Linked DNA regions of Macaca mulatta: region 1 is linked to region 2. Evidence: chromatin contacts called from public Hi-C data. All regions are on one chromosome and are shown on one strand. The core of a region is the stretch at or near the end of the contact, and the rest is flanking DNA. Distances in the headings are between cores, read along the strand shown.

Region 1 (2,700 bases), core at 149-2,648, 480 kb after region 2:
CGTGTTGGCCAGGCTGGTCTCAACCTCCTGACCTCAGGTGATCCACCCGCTTCGGCCTCCCAAAGTGCTGGGATTACAGGCGTGAGCCACCGTCACTGGCCTCTTACCCAGTTTCTGTACGGAGCTCCTGATGCCTGATGGCCAAGAGGACTTAACCCCATCTGTTCTAAGGGCATGGAGTGTATTTTTAGAGTGATTGGACAAATATGTGCCGAACACCTACCTCATGCCTGGCGCATGCTGGAGGCTGGGGTTGTATCAATGCAAAAGTCATTCCCTGTATTTAACACTTAAATGAATTAGTCTCTTTAACTCTCCCAACGCCCTATAAATTATTTGCTCCATAATACATATTAGGAAGACAGAGGCAGAGAGATGAAGTGCTTTGCTCGTGACGGTCACGCCGCCACCGGTCACGCCGCCACCGGGACGCGAGACAGGCAGTCGTCCGGCTCTCACCCCCAAGAGCACTACATTATAAGGTAGCAAAGTGAAGACACGCTGTCATTAACTGAGCTGCTGTGTGAGGCCGGGGACGGACATATCTTTCTGAAGCACAGAGAAGCGGTTATACAGGGAAGTTTGGGAGAACTGGGTTAAGTCCGCATGTATGGAAATTGCCAGTTTCGTGGGTCACAACGTCAATATTGTGGGCAACCTTGGACTGACTCAATGCGCAGTTGGAGACAGCGACGAAGTGCAGAGCGTCCTCAGCCGGTGACTAGACTCCCTAGGAACTGGCGGCGTTGGCAGGAGAAGAAAACAGGCATGAGAACGCACCCACTGTGCACCGGAAACAAACAGAAATTGCGCCACCCCGCGCCCAGTCTACTTTTCAGATGTAAAGGAATCGGGCAGATCGCAACTCCCAGGCATCCCGCAAAGTAGGCGGGTCACCTTAGGGGCGACCTTTACCCGCTCAAAAATTCGTCTCACATTAGCAGTGAGGATTCGGGCGTCACCCCGAATCGTTATTTTCCTTACTCATAAGTTTAAGGCATAAAGAAACAGTAACGCTTATTTCCTAGGTAATGAATCATATTCTCATTTGGCGTATGATGAGTATCATAGTTGACCGTTGAGGTAATGATCCACTTCCATTGAAGTTTGTCTTACTCGTTAATGAAATTATTTTGTTGCTTTTCATTTAATGTTTTTTCTTCGGAGAGAATAAATAATTCATAATGTGCCGACCTTCTGTATGCAGATGAGCAGCCAGCTCCGCGAAGGCTCACGGGGAGCGTCCCCGCCCCTTCCGGTTCTTGCTTGCGTTTAGCTGGCTGTCGCGAGAGTTGGTCGGCGGACGTCGGAAGTAGTTCGTCGCTCTGTAGCGGCCGAAGGGGCGGGCTCGCGGGCTGGGGGTGTCTCGGCAGCTTTCGGCTCGCTCGGCGGAGCAAGATGGCGGACATCTCCCTGGACGAACTCATCAGGAAGCGCGGGGCGGTGGCGAAAGGACGGTGAGAGACCTTTCTTTTCTTCGGGGTTTCGGGTCCGCGGCATAGTGGAGCTCGAGGCGGGGGAGGGAGCGGCCCGGGCGCGACGCGGAGGACCGGGTGCGCCCGCCCCCAACAGCAGCCGCGCTCCTCATTGGCCGGGCCGCCGCCGTCGCCGCAGCGGCCCCGACCGCCCGCCCACTGGCCGAGGTGCAGTCCCTCCGGCGGGCCTGGGAGGCCGACGGGGCCGCGGCTGGACAGGGTGCCGCCTCGTGGACTTGAGGGGCTGCACCCTAGGGCCCCCGCGTTCCGGGGTCCGGGAGTCTCGGCGGTGCAGCCCCCTGGCCTGTCTGGACTGGCATTTGGGCCCCGCTCCGTGATCTCGGGGCTGCTTGGTCTCCACCTATCTTATAGTTGAGGCAACCGAAGTTTAGCAGCAGGGAAGTGACTTGCTCCGACGGCCGAAGCTGAGGCGCAAGCCCAAATCCCCGTCCACGCGGCCTCTGTTAACACTCGCCTCCCTTTGTGCGGCGTCTTAAGTTTTCTAAGCCTGTTCGTATAAACGATGCCTCGTTTGATCTTTCACGGTCCTGTTGTCTGCTAGCAATTCATGTTACTCCACTTTTACTGATGGGGAACTTGAGGCTGGGAGTGGTAGAGTGACTTGCCCGAGACCACGGAGAACTGAGCGGCGGGGCTGAGTGCGATTTAATTGCTGGCTGAGTTGGCCTCCTGCATGGGCTTGAAAAACAAGTGGGCTGGGCTGGAGATTGGTTATTTCCTTAGGGAGAAGAAAGTGCTTGAGCTGGGTGAGGAGCCATGGAGGTGATTTGCAGTCATGTCTCCCAAACTTCCCCATGACCGTTAAATGTTATTAGTCATTTCAAGTCTTTGTGAGCTGAGTTCACCTGTATGAAGAAGTGAGAACTTTGCCCAATAGTTTCCCAACACGCATTAAGTTTAAGTCTTTGTAAATAGCCAGGATGTAAATATGTTAGATACTGTTTTCTCAGACATATGTTTTCTCAGCAGATGTTTATTTTTATTTATTTTTTGAGACGGAGTGTTGCTCCGTCGCCCAGGCTGGAGTGCAGTGGTGCGGTCTCTGCTCACTGCAACCCCCGCCTCCCCGGTTCCAGCGATTCTCCTGCCTCAGCCTCCCGAGTAACTGGGACTACAGGTGTGCACCACCACGCCTGGCTAATTTTTGTATTTTTAGTAGAGACGGAGGTTTCACTATGTTGGTCATGCTGGTTTCGAACTCCTG
Region 2 (2,700 bases), core at 131-2,630:
GGCGCTGTAATCCCAGCTACACGGGAGGCTGAGGCAGAAGAATCGCTTCAACCTGGCAGGCGGACGTTGTAGTGAGCTGAGATGGCACCATTGCACTCCAACCTGGGCATCAAGAGCAGAACTCCCTCTCAAAAAAAAAAAAAAATACAGTGGGTTTGCTGACACTCAGACAGCTATAATGTATCAGAGCAGAGCAGGGATGTAAAGCCTGTTGTTTCTCTTCTTTCCCACTGCCTGTCAAGTTTCAAGCGCACTTTTTTTCCCCCGAGACGGAGTTTCGCTCTTATTGCCCAAGCTGGAGTGCAGTGGCATGATCTTGGCTCGCTGCAATCTCCCAGTCCCTGGTTCAAGCGATTCTCCTGCCTCAACCTTCCAAGTAGCTGGTATTACAGGCATGCACTACCACACCCGGCTAATTGTGTATTTTTAGTAGAGATGGGGTTTCACCATGTTGGTCAGGCTGCTCTCCAACTCCTGACCTCAGGTCATCCACCCACGACAGCCTCCCAAAGTGCTGGGATAACAGGCTTAAGCCACCGCACCCTGCCCTCCAGTGCTCTTTTATAGCTGAGAGCTGTCTGGGATACATGCTTTTATTATGAATCAATTAAACAAGTATTTGAGCAACTACCATGTGCTATGTCAACTACATTCCTTTTATTTATTTATTTTTTAAAATAGTCTTCCCAACAACCCTTCAATGTAGGTGTTATCTCCAATTTACAGACAAGGAAACTGAGGTTCAGAGAAATGAAGTGCTCTGCCTAAGCCACATAGCTAGTCGTTTTTTGGACAGGGGATTCAGATTCAGGTCCAGTTTCAGTTTTAAGGTCCTCACTGGGCCAGGTTGCCTCTTCCTAATGGAAGGGGTTTACAATATGTTTTGAGGAACCCTTAGGAAACAAGGTGTTCTTCAGTGGGCCATGTGTTGATGACTCCATGCTGGGTCCAGCATATCACGTTATCCTTACGACCACCCTAGGAGGCGCCTGCTACCAACATCACCATTTCTTCAGATAAGGAAGCTGAGGTAGAGGGGGTAGGAGAGGCTAAACAGCGGATTAAGACTGAACCTAGGATTCGGACCTAATCATCATACCGCTCTACCTTCCTTTTTAGACTCAATCCCATGCTTCAGACCCTTCTCAGTCTCCTTTCTGGGCCCCGAAGGTGTCGAAGTTGGATGGCCTGGCATTTCCTAGGATTTAAGCCCGGAGCATAGCGGGCGCCCGGGACAAAAAGCTCAGAGGAGCCCCAGGCAAGTCTGACTCCGGAAGTAGTCGCAGCGCCGGCGGTTGCGTCTTGGGTTGCCAGGGCGCCGCCCTGGAAGTAGAGTGCGGCGCGGGGCGGGGCGGGGCGGGGCGGGCCGGTGCGCCTGGCAGCTGGCTGCGTCCTTCTGCGAGCGCTGGAGAGGCGGTGGAGAGGGGCTGGAGAGGGGCTGGAGGCGGGGCGGGGGCGCGGCTCGAGGCATCCCTGCAGGGCGCTCCTCCGAGTCCCTCGGCGCTCCGAGCCCACAGGTGAGGTCCTGTTGCCCAGGCCGCCGCCTCCCGGGCACCGAGGGTGTGGCTGCGCGCGGGCGGGCGAGTGCGCATGGGTGAGAGAGTGTGGGCGCCTATGTCTACGGGGCTGCGAAAATGCGGTTCAGATACTGCTCGCCGGATCCGCGTAGTCCTGGAAGCCCGCGCTAATCACCATGCCTTTCTCCCTCCGCTGAGTTCCTATGACTTACCTCGTGCTGTCCGATTGTTGTTATTGCATCATTATGTTTATTATTTGCCAGACTTTGATTGTTCCTACACGTTTCCCATACATTTGCAATCTGTGTTGTTTCTGTTGGCATCTTTTGCAGGGCGCAGTGTACCTGTGGAGAGAACTCAGGGCAGGAGACAAGAGCCTTGTGTCTTCTCGCTAGGTGACTGGAACAAGACATTTCCCCTCTCTGATTCCCCATCAGCTAAGAGGGCAGGGAGAGGTAGTTATCCTCTCCATAGAGTAGCTGGGGCATTATAGGGGATTAATTCTGGAAGTGAAAGTATCTTATCATTCGTTAGCCCTTTTTTTTTTTTTTTTTGAGACGGAGTCTCGCTCTGTCGCCCAGGCTGGAGTGCAGTGGCCGGATCTCAGCTCACTGCAAGCTCCGCCTCCCGGGTTCACGCCATTCTCCGGCCTCAGGCTCCCGAGTAGCTGGGACTACAGGCGCCCGCCACCTCGCCCGGCTAGTTTTTTGTATTTCTTAATAGAGACGGGGTTTCACCGTGTTAGCCAGGATGGTTTCGATCTCCTGACCTCGTGATCCGCCCGTCTCGGCCTCCCAAAGTGCTGGGATTACAGGCTTGAGCCACCGCGCCCGGCCTCGTTAGCCCTTTTGGCATTTGCAAAGCAGGTTCTTTGCTCAGGAAACATTTGATGAGCACATTATGGTGCCGGGTTGTGGCGGTACAAAAAGATGGGCCCTACTCTGCCCTCAAATTACAGACACTGGTAAGCAGTCACTGTGGAACATGGTACTGTCACCCAGTGCGGGCGTGGAGATGGACAGTGACAATACCGCTGTGAATGAATGCACTGCTCAACGTGAAGTCATCATTGGCATTGTTATTACTTTATTTATTTATTTATTTATTTATTTATTTATTTATTTATTTTTAGACGGAGTCTCACTTTGTTGCCCGGGCTGGAGTGCAGTGGCGCGATGTCGGC

The links. Hi-C and Micro-C count contacts between places; a contact is called where the count stands out from the background.
Region 1: a Hi-C map of fetal cortical plate shows a contact between it and region 2, with 2.3 times the contacts expected there. The contact joins the promoter of POLDIP3 here to the promoter of TTLL1 in region 2. A contact is called at or near these places in 2 of 14 Hi-C or Micro-C datasets (fetal cortex germinal zone and fetal cortical plate).

Annotation. Positions count from the first base shown.
Region 1 is chr10:8,869,260-8,871,959 of T2T-MMU8v2.0, forward strand. It overlaps POLDIP3 (DNA polymerase delta interacting protein 3), which reads left to right and starts at 1,399. Exons shown (of 9, transcript NM_001190901.2): 1 at 1,399-1,457. The coding sequence starts at 1,399. It overlaps LOC114670714 (U12 minor spliceosomal RNA), which reads right to left and starts at 1,001; the gene lies at 852-1,001. It also overlaps a transcript of CYB5R3 not described here.
Region 2 is chr10:8,392,849-8,395,548 of T2T-MMU8v2.0, forward strand. It overlaps TTLL1 (TTL family tubulin polyglutamylase complex subunit L1), which reads left to right and starts at 1,381. Exons shown (of 12, transcript XR_013398913.1): 1 at 1,381-1,517.